Linked DNA regions of Mus musculus: region 1 is linked to region 2. The links are chromatin contacts, called in public Hi-C maps. All regions are on one chromosome and are shown on one strand. The core of a region is the stretch at or near the end of the contact, and the rest is flanking DNA. Distances in the headings are between cores, read along the strand shown. Region 1 overlaps Abca6 (ATP-binding cassette, sub-family A (ABC1), member 6). Region 2 overlaps Prkar1a (protein kinase, cAMP dependent regulatory, type I, alpha).

The links. Hi-C and Micro-C count contacts between places; a contact is called where the count stands out from the background.
Region 1: a contact with region 2 is called in a Hi-C map of liver, with 1.7 times the contacts expected there. The contact joins two enhancer-like sites. A contact is called at or near these places in 1 of 484 Hi-C or Micro-C datasets (liver) and 1 of 9 other capture datasets (embryonic stem cells).

Annotation. Positions count from the first base shown.
Region 1 is chr11:110,197,585-110,202,422 of GRCm38.p6, forward strand. Abca6 (ATP-binding cassette, sub-family A (ABC1), member 6) reads right to left here. Exons shown (of 39, transcript NM_147218.2): 23 at 4,742-4,838. Among named protein-coding and RNA genes, the nearest start is that of Abca9, 32 kb to the left of the region's middle. Within about 2 kb of position 1,492, at least 5 of the 459 cell types and tissues checked have an H3K27ac peak or open chromatin away from gene starts, as enhancers often do. A contact at or near this core is called in liver, where this site is marked.
Region 2 is chr11:109,668,538-109,673,104 of GRCm38.p6, forward strand. It overlaps Prkar1a (protein kinase, cAMP dependent regulatory, type I, alpha), which reads left to right. Exons shown (of 11, transcript NM_001373913.1): 11 at 1-1,126. Fam20a (family with sequence similarity 20, member A) reads right to left here. Exons shown (of 11, transcript NM_153782.2): 11 at 4,389-4,567. Among named protein-coding and RNA genes, the nearest start is that of Gm39443, 17 kb to the left of the region's middle. Within about 2 kb of position 1,619, at least 151 of the 459 cell types and tissues checked have an H3K27ac peak or open chromatin away from gene starts, as enhancers often do. A contact at or near this core is called in liver, where this site is marked.

The DNA.
Region 1 (4,838 bases), core at 242-2,741, 530 kb after region 2:
AACAGGTTGTGTAGTGTGGCTCAGCCCTAGCACACACCATTAATTCAACAAGCTTCCTGTAAACAGGGTTAAATAAAGTCAGCCATAGGTAAAGTGGCAAAAGAGCAACCAGGTGACAGGGAGGGAACATAAGAAAGCCTAGGAAAAAGAAAAGAGGGTCTTTGGGTTGAAGGATATTTAAGACAATATGAAGCAGAAAAAAAATAACTCTTTTCTTTTTGGATATTGATGGAGTAGGAAGGTCAGCTGGGTGCTGTCTCTGCGTCTCTGAGCTAGGTAGCTTTCACCACAGTTTGGCTCCTGCATCGTCGTTTGGTAAATCGAACGTTTGGGGTTTTGTTTTAAAGGCAATAGGGTTGCTCTGAGTGTTCAGTCCTTTGTGCTTCTACATGAATTTTAGAATCACTTTTCTAACACTGTGAAAAGTACAATGACAATATCCTAGTGATCGAATCTGACAGAGTAGATGATAACCTTCGAATAATAGGGTTTTGTCAAATTTTATTCCTACCAGAAGTGTTACACTTTTTAAAGTATATTATATAATATAGTACTCATATCAAGCCTATGGGATTGAATTTGTTCTTAGCTCCACTCTCAGGCATTGTCTTAGAAAGTACTTAAATTTTGAATCTTGGAAAATCATATCAAATTCATGCCAAATCGTGTCAAATGTCTGCGTTTGCTCTACTATCCATTTTCTATCTTGAAGGTAAGATAATACCCCAAGTTCTGTTTTAGAAAATACCCTCTCCCATTCCAATAGCTACTGGGACTTAAATAGTGCCTCCAGTTAATTACCTTAGATAACAGCAGAAACAGTTCTCCATGCCTTTTTATCTTTTTTCTTTCCTCGGTGTGTGTCAAACTAAGGTGTGGTCGTTGGAATTCTGTCATTTTAAATCATGAAGTGAGGGTTCATCTTCAGAAATGTCAAGAGTTGGTTTTAGACATTTTTTTAGGGTCAGAGGCTGGGCTCTGGCTGCCCCCAGTAAGCTAGGGCTAGCAGTCCACCCTAATGTGCCAATCAAAGAGACAAGGAGTATCGAAAGGCAGAGAATAGGGATTTGTTCAAAGCAGTCACATCACAAAGACAAGAAAATGATTTTTTAAAAAAAGAAAGAAAGGTCTAGTCAGGGATATTGACATGAGGTTTAAGGTTACAAAGAGGACAAGTGGTTTGCATAACTAAGCAGGCACAGTGAAGGTGTGGGCCATTATAGACCCGCCATAGTCTCAGCTCTACCTCTTCAGCAAGGTGGTAAAGTTGTAAGAACTCTGTGAAATCTCTGTCTGGGGAACGAGACACTTTTCTGTCTGCAATCGAGCTTCAGACTTTCTCCTTCTGCCTTTCTGATCTCAACACAAAATGGGAGACTCCCTTTCTTAGTGGGGCTTTTTCTCTGTCTCTGCCTGTCTTGGTCTGGAGAGTGTCCTTGAACACAGGTGGCTGGCCTGGTCTGAAAAGTGACCTTGTACAGGGTTTCTGCAAGATTGTGTAACCCAGCACACAGGTCCACTCTGGCTTCCTGCCCACATGATAATTAGTTGCTGTATTATAACCAATCAGCCCTTTACCTGATCGCCTGATGTCAAGACCAATTAGCCCTTTCCACCCATACCCATAAAAGGCCCTTATATACTCTATCCCTGAAACAATAAAGTAGACTTGTCTCTCTGCAGTGGTCTCCAGAGGTCATTCCACTCATACTCCCCACTGTCCAATCCTGTTCTCCACTTCTGCTCCCTTTGTCCCCTCAGGCTGGTGGCCAACAGCCTTTGGGGAGACAGAGGGGTCACAGGAGGAAGATAAATGTTTGTATAATGTAGGATAATGTTATTGTGTACTGTGTAAAGACACCCTGATTATTCAAATGCTGGTTTCTGTGCCCTGTGTCTGGTTGCAATCCTTATTCTGAGATTCTCCTGTCTCAGTGTTGTGTAAACATTGCTCCCCAACTGTTCCCTGAGTGGTCCATAAAGAAGCTGCTCAGCCAATGACTGATCAGGGAGAAAATAGGGATGGACGTCCTCCCATCCAGGGGAAGGGGAAGAAGAGAAAGGAAATAGGGATTCGCCACTGGAAGAGTCCAGGCAAGACCATGAGAAGACACCTACAGACCAGAGGGCCAGATCAGTACTAAAAGGCAAGTGTCACTAGGACTTTGCCTGGGAGGTAGCCAGATGGGCTTAGAGGATTAAAATAGAGTGATATTGCTCAGTTGTTGTGCCCTTAAAGCTTGTTAAATAAGTATAATAGTAGTCTCGATTATTTGCGAGCCAGCTGGGTTAAGAGGAAGTCTGCAACATCTATTTAAAAAAAAAAAAGCTACTAATACTGTGAAAGCTACCAATCTCTTTTGCTGCTACTCCTGTGACCCTAGGCCGTCAGAGAGCAAGCTGTCACACAGCATTTATTTCATACACCTATTGCACGCACCAACATTCTTGCTTTAGGAACAGACCCCTCTCCTGTTGGAATCACTGTTGCGTGTTTGTTAGCAGTGGACCTAATGCTCTCAATAATCCCTGATCCCCTGGGAAGGATTCCACGAGATATTCAGTTATGTTCCCAAGCACTTGCTATTGTGAAACAGAAAGTGGGGATAGTCAATGTATGAAAAGCCCATGGGATGTTAATCTGCTCTTTGATACATATGGCATTTAAAAGATGAGTATCAATATTCAACTTAAATCATAGATTTCTGACCGATTTCTTCATGTGTGCCAAGTGCTGGGCTAGTGGGGGTCTTGTCATATAAATTCACTTTATTTGCTTATCTTAAAAAACCTATTACTGACATTGACTGGCTTGGCATTGTATACGTGTACATTTGTGGGGGTGGTTGAAAAGGCAAGATTTTTTTAAGGTAAATTCATAATATGTTATTATTGAAAATAATTACACATTGTGTTTAAGAACCTGAGACCTACAGATCCAATTCCCTTACCATGTTTTCTTTGGTACACTGATGTGCAATACCATGTTAACCCATGAGTAATGAAAAGAACTCTAAATATTTTCTTGTTCTCATTACATGAGGTCAGTTGTGGGGGTTTCCAATAATAATAATATTCTGTCTGTTTTTTGAAATTTTTGGATTCTAGATTCTAGATCTTTAAATTTAATCACTATATTTTAATTTTTGTAAAAATAAATAAATAAATAAAAATAAAATTGTAAGGAGGGACCATAACAGCAAAAGACCTATAGAGAGAAAAATAATAGGTCCATATTAATAAATGGAAGTCTGTTAAAGGATTTTTAAGAGTCAGAGGGTCAAAGAAGTCTGATGCAAGACTGCATCTTCTAGATATGACAGGGAAGCTGGAGTCATGAAATGGAATAGCTGCTTAAACAAGACCTGAGCAATGACAGCACGAGCTGTCATGGCAAAAGAACAGGGTCACAGGGGTCATCTCACAAGGCCACTCCCTTAGATGAAGAGCTACAGGCTATTTATTCATGGTTACAGAGAGAGACAGAGACAGACAGGGACAGATAGAGTTTGAGAGAGACAGTTTGTGTGTGTGTGTGTGTGTGAGAGAGAGAGAGAGAGAGAGAGAGAGAGAGAGAGAGAGAGAGAGAGAGAAAATTTCAATCTTCCTCAGGGATAAGCCTTCGATAGGCTATCCAATCCCAAGTGATCAGCCCTAAGCCCATGCATGTAGGAGCAACACTAAGTGGTCTCAGAAGATTGTATGTATTTATACATGCACTCCTATATATGCCTCAGAGTAAAAGAAAAGGAGATTATGAACTTGAGAGGGCAAGGGAGAAGTGGGATAAGTTGGGGGTGGGGAGGGAGAAATGAAGTAAATAATTCAGTATTTGTATAATGAAGTTTTCTTAGAAAAATTAATTACAGTTTTAACAGATCATGACACTAAAAACTAAAATAAAAGAAAGCCTGCCAGGGCTAGAGAGATGGCTCAGTGGTTATGAGCACTGACTGCTCTTCCAGAGGTCCTGAGTCCAATTCCCAGCAACCACCTGGTGGCTCACAACCATCTGTAATGCGATCCAATGCCCTCTTCTGGTGTGTCTGAAGACAGCTACAGTGTACTCATATATGATAAATAAATAAATAAATAAATAAATAAATAAATAAATCTTTATAAAGAAAAGAAGAAAGCCTTCCAAGTTGAAGGAGGAGGAGGAGAAGGAGGAAGAGGAAGAGGAAGAAGAAGAAATAATTAAGGTTATTGTGAACCTGATGGATTAAATAAATTTTCCTTCTTCTGTCAAGGTTAGTGGCTCAGGATTATGACAGCAGGCTCATATAAATCTTACGTTTTTGTCTATACAAAGGATGCAAACAAACCCGAATGGGACATAAAACTGTAATTTACAGAGTGCAAAGGGAATCTAAGTCTTAAATTTGATCTTAAAAGTCAACCTCAGTGATTATTTTCCATGCTGCTAGAAAACAATTCATCCAAAAGCTATATACTAGTCTGCTTTGAAGATTCAGAGTAATAAGACATCTGAAAATCCTTCTAGTTTCCACCTAACTTTGAAGTAAGAACAGTTTTCACATTTTAAAAATAAGCTTTTGCCGGGCAGTGGTGGCACATGCCTTTAATCCTTGGGCGGCAGTTTGAGGCCAACCTGGCCTACAGATTGAGTTCCAGGCTAGCCAAGGCTATACAGAGAAACCCTGTCTCAAAAAAACTACACACACACCCACAAAAATACAATCATTGAAATTATTAGTATCCCCTACCCACACTTTCTTACTTTATAATCGCTGACGCTGCTCATGGCAATGTGTGGAGAGAGGCTGCATATAACACACAATATGAACAGGCAAGTTTCCTGTATCCCAGTCCAGACT
Region 2 (4,567 bases), core at 369-2,868:
GCAGGAAGCTGGGTCTGTCCCCTGGGTTTCTGTTAGGAACAGTGGTGGGGTGTGACCGTGTTGTGGTCTGAAAGGCCACCCCGCTGAGTCCTGCCTTTTCCTGTCTAACCTTGAATTTCTCTGGTAAACTTTCTTTATTGTTTTTTGTTTGTGTGTGTGTGTTTAAAGTAAACTTGTGTTCTTGACTGTATTTCAGTATTTTCCAGCCTTATGTGTTACATTATTCCAGTGATAACCCAACAGTTTATTTTTATTACTGTTATTTTTTAAACAAAATTCACAGTTCGTAACGAGGCACACTTATCTTGTGATTTCTGTATAATGTCGGGTTCTATTTGGGAGTGACTGCGTTTTCATGTGTGTGCAAGTGGTTCTGATTAATAATTCCCTCCCTCCCTTTCCCAGTTAACTTAAATTGTTGGTTATGGTAGATTTTTTTCTTGGTAGATTGAAAAGCTTCTAGATTGTTACTAATTTGGGAAAAAGTTTCATTTAGGTTTTAGCATGGGATAGAAAGCTACCTTGTTGCCATATCTAAAACTTCCATAATCTATATTAAATGAGGGTTTTCTGTACTTACTTTGTGGTTGGCTATCTTTTTTTATATTTAAAAAAATAAAAATTATGTTACTAGCTTAAAGCTTAATTTGATATTTGTTTAAATGCCAAAAATGTATGTATGTGAATGATGTAGAACGCCATAAAATGCATTTCATGTGTATATACCCCCTTGGTCTGTACGGAGATAAACACCTGCTTTCTAAGAGTTCCATGCTAGCTTACAAGTTACGCCCTTTTGTCGTTTTACTCTTAGACTTTTCAAGATAAGTCTAAATTTAAAAATTACCACATTTAAAGCTTTATCTTTGTGCAATTTAAATATCAGTCAGAAGTCGTGGTTGGCATACTGTGTCTTTGTGGACTCTTGGCACCATTGTCTCTGGATGGGTGGGCGAATTTAAGCAATCTGCTGAGAAAGCAGAGCTGGCCAAAGGGACAGTTGCTGTTTCCTGGACACTAGTCTGATATACTCTGTGCTAATCTAATCGCTGTTCTTTTGTTACAGACTGTCTCAATGGTAGGTCACAGAATAAAAAAGATGAAATAATTTAAATTCTTAAACGAATCAGTTTTTCTTCCTTTCTTCCTTTTCTTCCTCTGTTTTTCCCCAAAATTTCAGTGGGAAAGAATGAAAGTGAATTTTGGGATTAGAATTTTGAAAAAGTAATGTATTTATTTTTTTTTAAAATACATTCCAATTCAGTTTGTCAAAGGGTGGATTTCAAAACCTTGCTTTTATGGGTGTGGGACAGACTCACTAACAAGCTCTGGAAGGGGAAGGTTCTGTCCAAAGCCATGGCGTTGTTTTCACAGGACAGACCTGTCTGTGTGCCTTAGGGCTTCACAGACTGGATTGGACTCCTGGTTTTACAAGATCCACCTGTAGCTGCTTGAGGATCTTACACATCAAGATTTGTTTCTGTTTCTTCCTGGAGTTTGAAGAGTGAGCACATGAGTTACTCTGGTGATAACTGGGATCTTCACACGCAGGGAAGCTGGAGTTAGTGCTGGAGAGTGGCTGAGTTCTGCTGCTTAAGCTCTGCCTGGCCAGGTTCAGAAGTCCCTTCCTCTCACCAGCTGCATGTCCTTCTTTTAAAACTTGGCCCAGGATGCAGTTTACTGTTGTGTTGACATTCTGAAATTGAATTAGCACAATGGCAGTGGCGTCACTTTGTCTCCAACCTCAAAGATTTGGACCCTTTGTGAACTTTGGCAAAGCCCTGCCAGTGCACTTCCGGGTGGACCAAAACCATGCTAACCATTTAATTTGCCCTCCATCACATCTGCCAAGGGGAAACACAAATCTCTCCCTTCTTACATTTGGGGTATTTCTGTAGAAACCATCATTTTTGTGTACATACACAGCTAAAATTTGTTTCTTGGCATAACTTTAGAACTGTGACATCATCATGAGTCCCTGTAAGAACAAGAAGTAGCTTTGTGATTTTAAAAAAGTCACCACTAGATGGAGAGCTTTTTCTTTATGCTCAGCTTTGCCAACCTCAGATGAGTCGCAGCTGTTTCTCAGTCTGCAGATCCTGCATTTGCGTGTCTCCCTACTTGGTACAATGTAAGTGTGACCCCGAGACTGCCACACCAGAAGCCCTCTGGGACCTGAGCTGCACTCGCAGAGAAAAACGTGATTATCCCTTGCCTTCCCACCCGAGGCTGAGTGAGGTCTGCCTCACCTCATCTGTGGCCATGTCACCTGGGGGCCTCCTGCACCACGCTTGTGTGGGGGCCCTCGTGCCTGCTGTTGATGAGGTCACTCGGTATTTAGAAGGCCTCCCAGGATAGTGCTCATGGGCTGACTCGCGTTCCTGAGTTTGAGAAAGCTGTCTCTTACTGTGAACGTGCAGCAGTAGACAGATGCAGTGTTAAAGAACCAGCAATGTAAAGACATGATCTTTACCACACAAGATGAGATTCTGTAGTAATGGGTCAGTGAAGTTAGACTAGAGAATCCTAAGAACCTGACCTCATACTTCTCCTAGGGGCAGTAATAATTTACCAGTTAAGAGGCCAGGAGTTTAATAGGACAGAATTGCTCCCTATAAGAGAATTGACTTATCCTTAGATAGGTCCAGCATTTGGAGAATGCTGTGGCATATCCCTCCAAACTGATCCCTACCAGTTCACACAGTCTTGGTTTTTTTATTTGCTTGCCAGTGGTAACATGGAAAGTTTTCACATAGACTCAGAATATTTTTTTTCCCCATGGGAAGTTGAGCAATGATTCAGAGTGCGTAAGCTGTAAGAACTCCACACTCTGAGAATGGAATGTTTTTGTCTTCTGGTGCTTTTGAAAAATGCTGCTCTTAGCTTTATGTTGTTGTTGTTAGAAAAACAGATAGTTAAAAGTAGCCTATATAGTTATCCATCATAGAATCAAGCCGAGTTACTTTGGTTTTGAAATGTAAAGCAGATTTCAGAGTCTCGAGAGACTGGTCTGCATCAGGGAGGCCATGTTGGAGATGGACTGCAGCTCGCCCGAGCCAGGCTGGCTGAGAGCCCCAAACCATCCTTTCTTTGATCTGACAGTGCCTGTCCCCCCCAGCCCCCAATCTTCAGTGTGGCTTCCTTGTGCTTCCCAGACATGGGAGAAGAGAAGAAACAGTTGATGTTGCTGCAGGAAGCTGCGCCTCACAAAAGGGCCTTCTTGAGAGGGAAGTCTTTAGAACCAGTTTTCTCTGGTAAAGAGTTGACTTTGCTGTTTTTTCTCCTGTAGCCCAGCCCAGCCCAGCCCAGCCCAGCCTTCAACTCTACACTCTTTGTTTCAGCCACTCAAGGGTGGGGATTTGCTGGAATGAGTCACAGCACCCAGCAAATTTGACTTCACAAATGGGTGTGATGCTATACATTTTGGAAGAAGTCTAAACCACAAGATGATGTGGTTTTGTCTCTTGAGAGCTATAGTTCTCATCCTTACACATTGGAGGAGGGGCATGCTCGTGAGGGTTGCAGACCTATGTCTTGCAGGGTAGTGTCTGGGACTGGCAAGGCTCTAGGGTGAATAGAGGCAAGGTTATTTCGCAAACTGGGTTCTGGGGTTGTGTGCCCATAACGTGGGGTGCTAGGATGAATCAGAACCATCCACTACAAGACCAGCATGGTGACTCGTGCCTTAATCCAGGCACTTGGGAAGTAGAGGCGGGAGAATCAAGAATTCAGGGCCAGCCTGGTGTACATGAACTCCAATCTCAGAAGACCAAAACAATACTACCTGTTCTCAGTCATCCTGTCTGTCCTTGGACATATGCACAAGTCTGAGTGACATTGCTGGTTCTGGATTTGTCCCTTGTAGTGATGTCTTTTCTTCCTCCCCTCCATATTTTTTGATCCTCTGGCTTTTATCAGACAATAAAGTGATTTGATCTGATGAAGCCATGCGACCCTAATCTTCCACCAGCTCCCCCTTTTGTGTCTGGCTCTTGGTTTTGACATACATGGTGTCACTTCCTCACGCAGCCCAGGCTAGCCTCGAATTCCCTGTGTAGCTCAAGAGTGTCTCTGAACTTCAGCTTCTCCTGAGTGCTGGCGTTACCGGATGTGTGATGCTGGGGGGTTGAACCTGAGAGGCAAGCACCCCACCCACTTGCGAGCCACACGGCTCTCGGTTGCCAATTCCTCAGTTGATAATATTCTTCAGATTGGAGTGTGCCCCCTAACTGAGCAGTCTTACCCTTAGTATTTCTGGGAGTGACCTGGCTGAGATTATTGTATTCAGATAGTGTTAGGGACCAGAATGTCAGTATAAAAAAAGTGACTTTTTTGGTGTGTGTGTACTGTACCTGCATATACAGTAAGGACTTGGAGAAAGCCAGTTATCCGCTTGATGTCCCTTTATTTGATATGGTAGAATAAAAACCGCTCCTGGGAACAGAGCTTCCAAACCTTCCAAGCCTGGTCCAGATCCAGGTTTCACAGTGTGCTCAGAAGATAATCTGCAGTCCTGATGGAGCCAGAGCTCGTTGGGAAGAGAGAGCCCCAGCCAGTGCACCGTAAA